Linked DNA regions of Rattus norvegicus: region 1 is linked to region 2. A link is a contact called in public Hi-C data. All regions are on one chromosome and are shown on one strand. The core of a region is the stretch at or near the end of the contact, and the rest is flanking DNA. Distances in the headings are between cores, read along the strand shown. Region 1 holds the start of Ankrd46 (ankyrin repeat domain 46). Region 2 holds the start of Polr2k (RNA polymerase II, I and III subunit K).

Region 1 (3,109 bases), core at 270-2,769, 310 kb after region 2:
TTTCCACCATTATAAGAAACTTTGTATGGAAGAGAAACTTCCACACTATCTAACTTTATTTCTGTATATTTTCTTCAAGAGGTACAATTTATGAGTCCTATATATTTTGCACAATAATTGCCTAGGTATTTACTACTATGAATTTTTTTTTATTAACTTGAGTATTTCTTATATACATTTCGAGTGTTATTCCCTTTCCCGGTTTCCGGGCAAACATCCCCCTCCCCCCTCCCCTTCCTTATGGGTGTTCCCCTCCCAACCCTCCCCCCATTGCCGCCCTCCCCCCATAGACTAGTTCACTGGGGGTTCAGTCTTAGCAGGACCCAGGGCTTCCCCTTCCACTGGTGCTCTTACTAGGATATTCATTGCTACCTATGGGGTCAGAGTCCAGGGTCAGTCCATGTATAGTCTTTAGGTAGTGGCTTAGTCCCTGAAAGCTCTGATTGAATAAGCAGAAATCTTAAGAAACACTACCTTTGGGGTTGGGGATTTAGCTCAGCGGTAGAGCGCTTGCCTAACGAGCGCAAGGCTCTGGGTTTGGTCCCCAGCTCCAAAAAAAAAAAAAAAAAAAAAAAAAAGAAAAGAAAAAAAAATAAAGAAAGAAAAAAGAAACACTACCTTTGGAAGGTAAAGGGTGCTGGCGTGAAGTCTTGTGTGTCTCTGATTCCACTTACTCTGCCAACTGTCTGGCCTTGGACAGGTTAATTTAGACTCTGTGCCTCAGTTTATCTGCAAATCAGAGATGGTACTTGTGAGGGCTGTTGCAAAGACTTTAAAAGGGCACATTAGTGGGCACAATATCCGACATGAAGACAGCCAGTTGCTACTGCAACATAAAAACCACCATACCACTGAGAGCGCCCTTGGGAAGCGCCTAAGTACCATGCCACATTCTGAAGAGTGAGCAGTGTCCCTTACTCTTCAATAGTACACACTTACTACATTCCTCAGCCAATTCGAGATTCTGTGGAATGCTGTTAAGAATAAATGTTTTCTTCTCCGGAGAGAAACCAACTGCTTTTTAATGACGCGTGTCAAAGTATGAAAGTTGATGATCGCCTGAGGCCTAAGCACAAAATGTGCAAACCTTGTCTCACCGAGAATGCCCTGGGCAGTGTGACAGTCTGGGCAGATCACACGGACCTCCACAGTGCCCACGCTCGCCAGGGCTGCGGACTCCTCGTGACCAGCTAAGGACATGACAATTCCTAACTATGCTCTGCATCCCGGCCTGGGAAGGACGTCGCCATAGGGCTGGGGCGTGGGCTGCCAGGAGACTCCGAAATATCCGTGGGCATCCTCCGTGCAATCTCCCAGGCCTGACCTAGGCCCTCCCGCCATCATCGCCCGCGGCTAAGCCGCTCGGACCCGCACCGGGCTCCACGGCCCTTAGGGCAGGTGTCACTCGCTCCAGTCCAGCTGCTGCCCACAGCCCCGGCCCAGGTACCTGATCCTGAAGGAGCAATGAAGGCAGCAGCTCCTCCTCTCCAGTGACTGAGGGCGGGGCGCTGGCGGCCACAGAGGTGGAGCTCACGCGGGGCAGAGCGGCCTTGCACCTCGTGACGGCGCGCCCCCTGCAGGCGGGAGGCTCACATGGCGGCGGCTCGCCCTCTTACCAGCATCGTGCACTTTCACCTCTTTTTCTAAATACATGTCCCATTGACTCCACTAAGTAGAAATTTAAAAGGCAGAAACAAATATGTTAAGTGCCACGCGCATTAATTTGTTTCCGGCTACAGGGAAGATCTGAATCCACTTGTTAGCAAATCATGGCTTACAAGTCTACTTTAATATTCGATCCTACCGAGTTATTATTCAGATTGAATGCTTACGCCTTATTTATAAGTCCTTGACTTATCGTGACTTGTGTACAATCAAACCTGAAAATGATGATACACCCATGTACTGGAACATTCTTTCACATAGCTTCTCTCTCTCTCTCTCTCTCTCTCTCTCTCTCTCTCTCTCTCAACTCCAGTCATACAACCAAGGTGACTTCTTTTAAACACTGTTCTCTGAGTTCTAGTACCATCTACCCCACCAGATGACCCTGTAGAAGGTCATCTGTTCAAGAATTAAGTCTAAATCCGTCGTGCACCCCCCCTGCCCCCGCAATGTCAAATCGGTGTTTAGGATTATTGCCTGACTTGAAGAAATCTCACATTTCCTTCACTTAAGAATTATAAAAAGGCTGGAGAGATAGCTCAGTTGGTAAAGGACTTGCATTGCAAGCTTAAAGACCTGAGGTCAATCCCCAGAATCCGAATAAAAAGCCAAGCATGCTGGCTATGTGCGGTTCTGGCCCGTGGGAGATATCTGATTTCAGGGGGTCTCCCTGGCCAGCCAGCACAGCCTGTGCTACTCATGGAGTTCTGGGCCTCAATGAGAGTCCTGTCTCAAAAAAACCAAGATGGTTGGCTCTTATGGTATGTCACCTGAGGCTGACCTCTGGTCTCCATGAACAAGTGCACATAAGTATTTGCACACTTGGGTTCGTGCATGCATGCGCTCATGTGCACACAGACACAGGCCACACACAGAGGCACTCACGCACACACACATGTACATACACTGAATCTAAGATACCAGGGCGGGGTGAGCTCAGCAATCCCCAGGGCCGCCAATCATCTTAGGCTATTTAACATTTACTTGAACAGTGACTGATCATAAATATTCTGTAAATTGGGGATACATTAATCAATTAGTCAATATCTCCATATATGCCCATCCACTGTGTCAAGGCACTGGGTAATTTAAATGGTAATTCTATTCATATAATTTATCTTTCCCTGGTTGGTATATCAAACAACTTGAGAGGGTATTGAATGCCTGTATTCTAATTTATCTTTTCTTTTTCGTGAATTATGGCTTCGTTCAACAGGGAAAATTTAAGGACTGTGAAGACAGCTTTTTTTCCCTCCTCTGACGAGACTAAGGAAATGGACTTCGAGTTGCCTGTGCCCTCTGACTCCTTGTCCCCATGTCTGGGTACTTGACATGGTGGGGACTGAACATCTTCACAGACGCTGCTTTTACATCTCAGTGATATCCTGATACTGAGTGGGAGTGACCATAAATCACAAGATTATATCCTCCTAAATGCAAAGTA
Region 2 (3,138 bases), core at 625-3,124:
GGCAGGCTCTGAATGGGTGTTCCTTCAGTCTCTGTTTTAATCTTTGCCTCTCCCTTCCCTGCCAAGGGTATTCTTTTTCCTCATTTAAAGAAGGAGTGAAGCATTCACATTTTGATCATCCGTCTTGAGTTTCGTTTGTTCTAGGGATCTAGGGTAATTCAAGCATTTGGGCTAATAGCCACTTATCAATGAGTGCATACCATGTATGTCTTTCTGTGATTGGGTTAGCTCACTCAGGATGATATTTTCCAGTTCCAACCATTTGCCTACGAATTTCATAAACTCGTTGTTTTTGATAGCTGAGTAATATTCCATTGTGTAGATGTACCACATTTTCTGTATCCATTCCTCTGTTGAAGGGCATCTGGATTCTTTCCATTTTCTGGCTATTATAAATAAGGCTGCGATGAACATAGTGGAGCACGTGTCTCTTTTATATGTTGAGGCATCTTTTGGGTATATGCCCAAGAGAGGTATAGCTGGATCCTCAGGCAGTTCAATGTCCAATTTTCTGAGGAACCTCCAGACTGATTTCCAGAATGGTTTTACCAGTCTGCAATCCCACCAACAATGGAGGAGTGTTCCTCTTTCTCCACATCCTCGCCAGCATCTGCTGTCACCTGAGTTTTTGATCTTAGCCATTCTCACTGGTGTGAGGTGAAATCTCAGGGTTGTTTTGATTTGCATTTCCCTTATGACTAAAGATGTTGAACATTTCTTTAGGTGTTTCTCAACCATTCGGCATTCCTCAGCTGTGAATTCTTTGTTTAGCTCTGAACCCCATTTTTAAATAGGGTTATTTGTTTCCCTGCAGTCTAACTTCTTGAGTTCTTTGTATATTTTGGATATAAGGCCTCTATCTGTTGTAGGATTGGTAAAGATCTTTTCCCAATCTGTTGGTTGCCGTTTTGTCCTAACCACAGTGTCCTTTGCCTTACAGAAGCTTTGCAGTTTTATGAGATCCCATTTGTCGATTCTTGATCTTAGAGCATAAGCCATTGGTGTTTTGTTCAGGAAATTTTTTCCAGTGCCCATGTGTTCCAGATGCTTCCCTAGTTTTTCTTCTATTAGTTTGTCCACTCTATTTTTAAAATAAATGGTGTGAAATAATTGAGTGTAAACGTCCTGAACCCAACAGATTTTTACTGAGTTAAAAGTTTGATCTGTGAGAACACATACCACCTGTACTCTATTGAATTGATCAAACACAAGAGGGAGAATACTACGAGAAAAGCTAAAGCCACCAACTAGTGGAAGTAATTGATGGAGTTGTCCTTGTGAAAACCTTAGTTGTGAAAACCTTGGCTTCAAAAAGGAAGATGGGCAGGCGTTGTGATTTGCGCAATTAATTTCAGCATTGAGGCGGCGAAGGTAGAGAACTGCGCCGGTTTAAGAGCAAGCTCAGCCTGGGCTACATAGACTATCAAGCCTCGGGCTTCCCCTATCATTCCATTCCCCAACATAAAATAGAAGAGAGGTGACAAGAAACTAAGAAAACTGGAATTTGAAAACAACAAACAAACAAAAACCTGCATGGGTATTGAACAATTTGAAAACCGTGATATTGGGAAGTGAAGTGTTGGTAGGGTGGCCTGCTGGTGTTCGCCCAAGCAATGGCTGGGTTAAGATTCCAGCAGCACCTGTTTTGGCTTCCTGCTCTATCTGCCGTTACACAAGCACAGACTCTCGAACGCCGAGCTGTGGGAATGTTTTGCTACCCTGGAGAGAGGGGCAAATCAAAACAAAATCCTACAGGAATTAAGGAGAGAAACACTATAAACCAGTCCCCAACAAGCGCCCTAGTTCTTCGGTACTGCCAGGCAGAAAGGGACAGGGCTTTTGCGTCATAAGTCAGCGCCGGAAGTTGGCGAAGCAGCGCCGGTAGTGTCTCTTGCTTCTAAGAGCCGGAGAAAGCGTTTGCGTGCACAGAGGAGGGACGCTTTCCGGAGCTGCGGAGGTAAGGGATCGGCGGGTGATTTGGGAGGTAAATTGGAGGCAAAACTAGGAGAGACACCTGGCTTTAAAATATCCCTGGACGACCGAGAGCGGTAGCACACGCCTGCCATCTGAGCGCTTGGGAAGCAGAGGTAGGAGAATTCTGCCATCAACAAGCACCTTGACTTTCAATCTAAGGCTACAAAGTGAGTTCTCGGCTAACCTGAATTACAAAGTGAAGACTCTCAAAGCCTTCTTAAAGAACCAAATGCGAAAATAAAGATCCCCGGTGGAGTTAATGTTGAGACAAGCTTTGACGGAGCTACTGCTCCCAGCTCAAATCGGAATTCCTTTGCGGAGTGATACTGGACAAACCAACATGTCCTTAGCCTCCGTTTCTTCGTGTGTAATACCCTCTAGGATCCTGAAGAGTAATAAACATTCATAATGTATTTACTATTGTTGAAAATGTGCTGTATCCTTCAGACCCAGCCCACATCACTGTTTAGGGGAAGTAGATAATTACTTTTTTTTTTTTTTTAATTTCCCCATCCGTAATATTGGGTATTGATTCTTGGGCTTCTGCACACTAGGCAAACATTCTACTGAGGTTTTCCTCTTTGGTCGGAAAATCAGAACCTCGTATAGCTTCTGAGAAAAAGATAAATCAAATGGGGCATGTTTTGTGCGAAGGCCCTGTTACTCAGTCTTTGGCTCTCATTTCAGGCACGAACAATGGACACCCAGAAAGATGTTCAACCACCAAAGCAGCAGCCAATGATATATATTTGTGGAGGTAAGATTAACATTTAAATAATGCTTTACTTAGGAACGCCCCCCCCTCCCATTAAAAAGAATCCTTCCATACATGAGTACAAATCTTTAAAATTATAACGTGGAGCACTTTAGCGATTGTTAATTTTAAAATCCCTCTACCTTATTAAGATTTCTTCCTTTTATCTGGAAAAGGTGTACTGCCTACAGCTCTTCTTTCTCCTTGGTCTGTTCAGTAATAAGAATGTACTTGGATGTTTTGGTGCCCTGGTTTCCTCCTGTTTTTAATATGTTGTTACTGTTTGCTTCCCTGGAGTGTTTCTCTTTCAGGCTTTGAATAAATGTGCTTTCTTTCCCAGAGTGTCACACCGAAAATGAAATAAAATCCAGGGATCCAATCAGATGCAGAGAATGTGGATACAGAATAAT

The links. Hi-C and Micro-C count contacts between places; a contact is called where the count stands out from the background.
Region 1: a contact with region 2 is called in a Hi-C map of kidney, with 8 times the contacts expected there. The contact joins the promoter of Ankrd46 here to the promoter of Polr2k in region 2. A contact is called at or near these places in 12 of 12 Hi-C or Micro-C datasets (the A7r5 cell line, the Rat2 cell line, Schwann cells and 7 more) and 1 of 1 datasets of contacts at active chromatin or transcription factors (oligodendrocytes).

What each region holds. Positions count from the first base shown.
Region 1 is chr7:69,551,758-69,554,866 of GRCr8, forward strand. Ankrd46 (ankyrin repeat domain 46) reads right to left here and starts at 1,520. Exons shown (of 5, transcript NM_001013948.2): 1 at 1,448-1,520; 2 at 619-729.
Region 2 is chr7:69,239,359-69,242,496 of GRCr8, forward strand. It overlaps Polr2k (RNA polymerase II, I and III subunit K), which reads left to right and starts at 1,875. Exons shown (of 4, transcript NM_001282325.1): 1 at 1,875-1,957; 2 at 2,662-2,731; 3 at 3,069-3,138. The coding sequence starts at 2,671.